Linked DNA regions of Anser cygnoides: region 1 is linked to region 2. Evidence: chromatin contacts called from public Hi-C data. All regions are on one chromosome and are shown on one strand. Each heading gives the region's core, a stretch centred on a gene start, on an enhancer-like site or on the middle of the called end of the contact. The rest is flanking DNA. Distances are from core to core; before and after follow the strand shown.

Evidence for each region. A called contact is a pair of places that touch in the nucleus more often than the background predicts.
Region 1: a contact with region 2 is called in a Hi-C map of liver, with 3 times the contacts expected there. The contact joins the enhancer-like site here to the promoter of FNDC3B in region 2. A contact is called at or near these places in 2 of 7 Hi-C or Micro-C datasets (both in liver).

What each region holds. Positions count from the first base shown.
Region 1 is chr9:21,792,071-21,796,216 of Taihu_goose_T2T_genome, forward strand. It overlaps PLD1 (phospholipase D1), which reads left to right. Exons shown (of 27, transcript XM_048059580.2): 2 at 3,988-4,146. The coding sequence starts at 4,020. Among named protein-coding and RNA genes, the nearest start is that of PLD1, 11 kb to the left of the region's middle. Within about 2 kb of position 2,236, at least 2 of the 3 cell types and tissues checked have open chromatin away from gene starts, as enhancers often do. A contact at or near this core is called in liver, where this site is marked.
Region 2 is chr9:21,710,632-21,714,731 of Taihu_goose_T2T_genome, forward strand. FNDC3B (fibronectin type III domain containing 3B) reads right to left here and starts at 2,618. Exons shown (of 26, transcript XM_048059579.2): 1 at 2,451-2,618.

The DNA of each region.
Region 1 (4,146 bases), core at 986-3,485, 81 kb after region 2:
TGAGCCGGAGATAAGCGGCGTAGGTTGGGACCATGCCCGAACACGCTGCTTGCTGTTGATCCAGATCCCTTGCCGAGTCCTCCTCCGGCTCCAGGAGATCTTCCCGGGCTGGCAGCAATGCTTTAGCTCCTGTTCGGGGCTTGTTTGTGTGAGCCCAGTGGCCGGTGCTGGAGGGACCCCGAGGCCGGGGTCTGGCACCTGCCGAGGGACTGGGGCAGAAGCGAAGGAACCAGCGGGACGGGCTGGTGCCGGGGTGCTGGGGTTGGGCCGGGGCTGCGGGCCAGCCTGGCTCCTCCTGGCGGTATTTCTCCATTAAAGCCAATTTTAGGCTTAAAATGTGAGAAATTGGGAAATATTTACATGGAAAACCTTTCACCGCCAGGCAGGAACTGTTGAGGGCACGGTGCACAGGATTTCCTTGGCACCCAGCCTGGGCTCTCGGTGCCCGCATGGCACCCGGGCTCCTGGCGGCAGCAGCAGCAGCAGCAGGAAACCCAAGGCTCGAGTCGTTTTCCCCATTTCGGTGCCCTGTTTCAGCCCAAACCCATCCGTTTTGCAGTCGTGCACAGGGAGGCTCGCGTGGGTCCTGCTGCCGGTGGGACAGAGCCGAGTGTGGGAGCGGAGGTCGCTCTTAGCCCTTGCCAAGAGGTCGCCGTGCCGGGAGGGTGGCGTGAGAACCGGGAGGAGGGCAGCCGGCGGGACCAGAGCGCTTCTCGCCACGGGGACGGGAGGTGATGGAGAGCATCGAGGCCTGGGGGGCATCAGCAGGGGACGCCTGGTTTTGCTGCACGGGCTTTCTCCTTCCCAAGCGAGGCCTCGCTGGGTTTCCTAGGTCTGCGTGGTGCTCCTTACGGGGCAGTGGTTGAGCTTGTGGCAGATCTGCCACAGTTTTAAGAGAATACGCTCGGGCTGACCGAATTTTTGGTCGTCTGTGCTATTACCAGGTGCACACATCTTCACATCAGGACTGGAGTGCCTTCAAAGCATAGAACAATTTGTGAATATTTACTAATATATGCTAAATATGCAAAAATATACTAAAATATACTTTGTCTCCCAGTTTCCACGCATTTAAGGCCTGGCTTTTGCTCTCCTGTGCACCAAGCAGAATGACACTGTGTCTTTAGGGAAGGCTGAGATTATCTATGAACCCCTAAGTAATAAACCAGTTAAAAAGTGAAATGGCGAATAACAAAACGAGAGCTCAGGCCTGCAGAATAGCAGGACTGACAGCGCGTAGCTTGGGGTTTGCAACGTATTGACAAAGCATCGGGGGTTACCGTAGCTGATTTTTATTTTACAGTCAGTTTTCCTCTAGCTGAAGCCTTGATTCCTGGTGCGGTCACCGTCTCCAGTGCCTGCATTTCACTGGTTGAAGGGAAGTTTGGGGCCATCTCCCTGTTGTTCCCTTGCTGGCTCATTCTCCCCAGAGCTTTCCTTCACCCCTGACTGTTTGCTCTGGGTTTTCCCCTTCGCTCCCCCAGCTCTGTGCCGCAGCCTTCTGGCTGCGGGGATGCTGCGAGGTCCCCGGTCGGTGCTGCTCCGTACCAGTCTCTGCCCCATCTGTCCTGCTGACAGCAGCCTGCTGCACGTCTGCAGCCTGCTGGCGTGTTTTTTCCAAGGTCTTTTCCTTCTTGGGTAAAGTCCCGATCCCGACACCGATGTCGCACAGGTCAAGTGCTCTAATCCGGCACCGTACCTCCCTGCTGGCTGCCAGGCAGTGCCTCTTGGCCTGCCCCTCGTCTGCTGCGTCACTCTGATGGTTCCAGACCCCCTGACACCCCCGGGCTCCCTTCGTTTACCCCTTTTTTTTCCCTAACAAAGTGCTGCCCGTTTCCTATCCCAGATGGCAGCAGCCAAACACAAGCGTGTAGCCCTTGTTTCCAGGGCGTCTCATCCTATTTCTCCACCCTTCTGCAATTTGCCGCTATTCTTTGGGTTCTCCCTCTGCGCCCTTCGTACGATTGCAACCTAAAAGCTGGCAACATCGGCACATTTTATAGATGTGGCTTCTCCAGGGCATCAGCAGCGCGGGACAGACGGCGCTGGTTGCTGCAGCCCAGAGGGCAGCCCTGCAGGACCCGGTGCTTGGCACCGTTCCCGTGCTGCCCTCCCCGCCCGGGGGTGCCCTGTGCCGCTGCCCCTGCTCCTGGATTTTTGGCTGGGCTGTAGGCAAGCGGCATTTTTCCTCTCGAGCCCGTAACCTGGCTGTGATCGCCACGGGAGAGCCTTGCTGCTGGGGCTGACTCAGCTCCAACTGCGCTTGGACTCTGCTCTAACCCAGGGCTTATCTGACCAGCTGTGAAAACAGCTTAATTAAAAAAAAAAAAAAAGAAAGGGAATAATAAAAATCCTTAAGTTATGCGGCCCTGCTGTGGTCTTTAGCAAATAGCCACTTCACGCGCTGGTTAATTGTTTACCCATTAACTCGGTGGGTCAATTAATGTGGCGAGAGGAGCCCGGCTGTGCCTGGCACGGCGGGGAGGGAGGGCGCGCGCCCGGCCACGTGGGCACAGCACCCACGAAGTGCTTGGGGTGGTCTCCTCCTCGGGAGCATGCATTAAGTTGCCTTCAAGCAAATTCTTTTCGTGATAATAACATCAAATACGATCCATTTCCAAAGGTAAATGCAGGTGGAAGAGGTGCAAAGCAAGACGCTGCCCGATGTCCCCTCGCCCCGCGGCTAGGCACGGCCCCGCAGCCTGCGGGACGAGCGCCTGCACCTCGTGAGTCCCTGCAGCACGGCCTGGCTGGGTTCGAGCCTGTGGGCAGGCTGGCGTTGCCTTGCCGATTTTAGCTGATTTTAGCGTGGTTTTGGGCTTATGTGGTATCAGCCTTGTGTAGTAATGAAATTACGTACTTGTTTCAAGAGAAAACGAAGGATGTTCTCTCAAAAGCAGCTAAATATGTGAGTTACTGAGCTGTTATATTATTTCCAAATTACAGCATACCAGCCCTTTCTACGGAACTCATTCAATAATAATTGCATGGTGCTCTTTGCAGAGTTTAACATCAGAAGCATTGCAATTTTTTTTTAATAGTTCTTTCACACAACAAGAACTTTCCTGTGTATAAATGAGTGCCCTCGTACCGGCTTCTGTAAAGCGTTGCCCCTCTGTCCCATCCGTATATTTTCAGCACCGCTGTCAGGCTGTGACATTTATTGCTGAGCGGAGCAAAGTCCAAGGGGACTTTTTGTCACTTGGGTGCCCAGGAGCTGGAGTTTGGCCACGTGCAGGGACCAGCAGTCGGGTCCGCAGCTCCACGGCCGGCTGCAGAGTCTGCAGGAGGAGGAGGAGGAGGAGGAGGAAGCTGCTTTGCAAATACTCAAAAGCGCTGAAAGCTGGCGCCAGTGTTAGTGGACGTGCTTCATGCAGGCTGTTGAGCCTCCTGAGATGATGAAGCTGTCAGAGAGCGCGAGACACAAAGATGCCAGGGGAGAGCACGCAAGGTGCCTAGGGATAGAGGAATCTGACTAACGTGAGGAGTTTGTATCGCTAGCTCAATCGCAGGAGGACAACACTTGACAAAAATGCCTGCTGATTTTCTGTGAGCTTCCCCTCCGTGCAGCGTTGCGGGAATTGGGTCTGGGATGTGGCCAGACGTGACCGTGGTTTGTGCTTCTCCCCGTGCGCCTCTGTTCTTAGAGATGGCTGAAGCCAGCAGGCGAGTTGGTGCTGAGAATTCCTCGCTTTCAGTCTGAAGTCAGCGTGGGAAAGTACTTGTAACCCCCAACCACCCCCTGCAGGTTTCTGTAGTGGGAACGGGAAATATCGTGGGTTTTTTCATTTAAAATAGAAGTGTCCAAGTCTGTAGGCAGTGGTCACTGGCACTGGAGGAAATATTCTTTGGTAGCCTGAAGATGCCTTTGCTTTTTGGCTGTGGGTCTTGGGGTGTGCAATGGGTGGGTAAGACGAGGAGGGTTCGGGTGGACGCAGTGCCATGATCGGGGTGGCACTGACAGCCCTGCGCCTTCCTCCTCCCCAGCCCCCCGTGGCTCCGGCTCGTGGCGCTCTGAGATGTCCCTGAGGCCCGAAAGCCATGCAGCTACTTCAGCGCTGAAGAGGATCGCCGCAGACATGAGCAACATCATCGAGAGCCTGGACACCCGGGAGCTCCACTTCGAGGGGGAGGAGGTCGACTCGG
Region 2 (4,100 bases), core at 1,368-3,867:
GGGCAGCCTGAACTGCCAGTCCTCGCGCTTCCCAGGGTCACTCCAGTTTTCCTCACGTCTGCTCTTCTGAGAGGAGCAGCTAACTACGCTGAGAGGAAAAGCACTGTGGAAAGTAATTTGCTTTATTCGGCTGCATATGGGTTCTGAGACTTTTATGTAATTACAGGTATTTTGTACGAATTAAGATCCTCACACTACATGCATTGATTCGTACCGTAAACTCTGTTTCTGCACTAGCGCTCACCAGACTGACAACCTACATTTTTGAGGGAAAAGCCCATTACGCTAATTGGGAAGTTCATGAATACAACCACACTCAACTCCGCTGTATGATCTGTATATATTTTCTTGCACAGATTTGTCAATCATAAAAGTTTAACTAACCCTAACCACTTCTCTCTCATTAGAGGGCTCAATGGAATTGACCAAGTAAAAAGGAAAAAAATGTGTCTCTCCTAGGAAGAGGCACTAGGTGAGAATCTTCAAGTTCACCAAATGTATGTAGAAGGAAAGTGCGAGAACAAACGCAATTCACACTTGAAGTTACAACCTCTGCTTATAGATATAATGTTTGCAGTACGAAGTCACAGCTCCAAGCTTCTCAGCTATAGCGGAATATCAGCTTATTTTGGACGCTTTCTTCATTTCTTTGACTTCAGCCAACTATAGGCTAACGGTATGAAAAAAAAAACCCTCACTGCTGTCCCAGCAGTGACCTCAAACCCAAACCAGATGAGTCCTAACGGCTCAAAAAAAATGTAAAATGTATTAACTTCCACATAGACTCATCCCTGCGCTACATTATGAGCGTAAACTAGCTGGCAGATACCAGGCGGGGAAGAGCAATATATGGTACTTCTGGGGATGTTGGCATTGCTGTCACAGCAGGGTCCCGATATAACCACAATCACAAACGCTTTAAAACTAATGAGAGGGAACCACAGAGCGCTGAAGATTAGGAGAAAAACACTAACAGACTGCTTCTGTGCGAGACCCTAAATGACCCCGGGAGCACGGCCAAGAATCATTTTCTTATTGGTAGCACCGGTTGCACGCCCGTACTGCCGGGAGAGGCGCGCAGGTGGCGGAGGGCTGAGAGCACGGACGGACGGGCTGAGGCGAGCAGGGTGCTTCCCCTCACAGGGGGGCAGCCCGTCTCCGCCTGCCGAGGCTCCCAGGGGTGATGCATTTACTGGGGGACGATGCTTTTATCCAGGGACGATGCATTTACCCAGGGACGATGCATTTAGCCAGGGACGAGGGCTCCCCACCAGCACGCCCCGCGTGCGGGGCGGCAGCGGCTCGCCCCCATCAGCGGGGCTGAGCCCCAGCCTGCTCTGCCAGGCCAGCAGGGAACAAAAAAAGGTTGAGAAATCGTGTTCTAGCCGTGAAAATGTGTGCAAGTTTGAAATGCCATTACGTAGCACATTGTTAAGCTCAAGTTAGACTGGTTTAACGCCTCTCAGAAGCGGACGCGTTACCCCCGGTGAGCCCTGGGCTCTGCGGGGCGCGCGGCCGGGGACAGAGCCGATGTGGCTGCGGGCACCGGCATACGTGGGTGCCGTGCTCATAAACCTGGCATCGGGTGAAGGCAAGACGACAACGACCAAAACCACACGCACAAAAAGCCCAAAAACCGCTGAAGAAGAAACTTTGATCTTTCCATAGCTTCGCTTCCCCATCTGCGAAGGAGCAACTCTCGCCCCCAGGAGCTGGGCCAGCACTTTTGGGTACTCGGGCACAGAAACGCAAACGAAACCCCAAAATCACTAATATGGAGCGAGGCTCGCCTCCCGCCTTTCATTCTACAAACATAGCTGGGATAAATGGCTCGTTACAGTGAATTCCAAGCCGCACTCCCTTCGCCAAAACCCTATTTAAACAGCACATTTCTGCGAACCGGGACGGGGGGGGGGGGGAGGCAGACGGGAGGGATGCAGATGTGCTCTTAGCCCACGAGAGGTTAAGCTTTTAAAAGACTCTCTTTTTTTTTTTTTTTTTTTTTTTCCGTTCCGTCTGCTGGTAGCATGCCATTTTACAAAGGTGTCTGGCAAGCCAAGCACCGAGCTGCCAGGATTTTCCTCCCCGAAGGGAGCCTGGGGAGGGAGGGGAAGGCCGGGACGGGGAGAAGTTGCTGGTTCCTCTCCCCAGCCTTTTTCCCCACCGTGCCCACGGGTCCAGGGCTCCGCCACCTGCCCGGGGAGCCGGCAGGGAGGGCAGGGGGAGCCGGGGGGAGCCCCACGGGGAGGAACGAGCCAAACTTTCCGCCCAGCCCCGCCGGGCGCGGCCGCCGCCCCGCCGGGGAACAAAAGGGCCGGGGCGGCTGCGGCGCCCCGGGGCGGGGGACGCGGCTCCGAGCCCAGCCCGGCTGCCCCGAGCCGAGCCGAGCCCAACCGAGCCCAACAGGGGGCTCCGAGCCCCGCCGGGCTGCCGGGCAGCGCCGTCCTTACCTGGCGGTGTGCTGGTGCGGGGCGAGCCGAGCCGAGCCGAGCCGGGCCGGGCCGGGCCGGCGGTGACTCCCGGCTAGCTGGAGCGAGTGGCAGGAGGGCTCGGCGGGGATGCCGCCATGTCAGTGATGTCGGCACCACATGGGGCCCGCGGCCGGCCCACGCTACCGAGCACTCTGGAGTAGAGGCTCCCGCCGAAAAGCCGCCTGACGAGGGCGGGCGGCGGCGCCCGGGCCTCCCGCTCCGCCCCGCTCCTCCCCGGGGCGGCCCCGCTGCCTCGCCCCGGCCCCTCAGCCTCGGCCCCGGGAGCCCGGCCCGGCCCTCCCGCACCCACGGGGGGCGCCGAGCCCGGTGACGCCCCCGTGTCGCCGTCCCGTCGGTCAGCCCCCCCCCCCGCCACCGTCGCTGCCAGCCGCCGTGAGGGGGAAGGCGGGAGGTGGAAGAGCCCCCGGTCGGCTCCGTCTGCCCCCTCGGCTGAGAGGGAGGAGGAGAGGTTTTAGGCAGCGTTTCTCAGAGATGAAGAAATACCCTGACGTGCTGCAGCCAAAAAGGAGGAAAATCGCTCCGCTTGCCTGGGGGGGAGCCACAGGGGTAATTCGCCGCTCAGCACCGCATCGCTGCAATGGGGGGGTCGGGGTTGGGGCTCGGATCTGGGCACAGAAACTCGAGCAGGCCCTGCCTCACCCCCTGCTAATGGCAGCCCTGTTGGGCAGGGCTGTTTGACAGAGCCCCACTGCCTTGGTTAGCTCTTTCTGCCTCAAAATCCCCCCACTTCACTCTGCTTTCCCTCCGTCACAATTCTCTTCAATCTCCTCTTTCCCCAGAGCTTCTCCCAGTGGTTGACGTACTTCATCCACAAGAGCAAGGATTCCTTTCAGAAACTGGAAAACCCCGTGGAGTCTCAGGCAGCCCAGGTATATTTTCATCAGCTTACATTAAAATGCCAATAAAAGACCACTCGTCCCATGGGACTTACTGATGGGACCTCTACTTGTCAAAACTCCCACTGGAAAACATCACTTTGGCATAAAAGTTCAGTAAAACCAAACCGTCATACCCAACTGGGCCGGCTATTTTTATATTAAGTGACCAAAATACAGGAGAAAAATAATCTGAAATAGATAGTTCCTATGAAAACAGAAAATTAGCATTTTCACATGGGAAAGATTTTTCAGTGTAAAATGGCCAGCCAGCACTAAGTATTGTTCATTGTTAATTGCAAAAACTTTTGTAATGAGTAAAATCTAAAAGCAGAAAAATGTTTTGTTTTATTAGTGACCCAAAACATGCAGACTTTTTGATGATCCTGGATTGAGTTACAGGGTCAGATGAGATTAATTATTCACTAGGGTGGTAAAGCCTTTACTTGGTCCTGCAGGCTGTTTTGTGAAGGAAAAGATAGAGAAAGGGAAAGAGGGAGGTGGTGCAGGCAAGAGGGAATGTGTTGGTTTAGAAAGGAAAAAATCCCTGGCCTGAGTTAGAAACTTACAAAAAGATTAAATCAAAGAGTAAACAAAATCAAACATAAAGATAGGAAAACAAAAATAAATACAGGAGAGGAAGGAAATGAAACCTCCAGGCTGATTTTTAGCTTTTCTGTCAGACGGACCAGAGGAGGGCTAGGTCCAAGCACATTCGTATTTGGAGAATCAA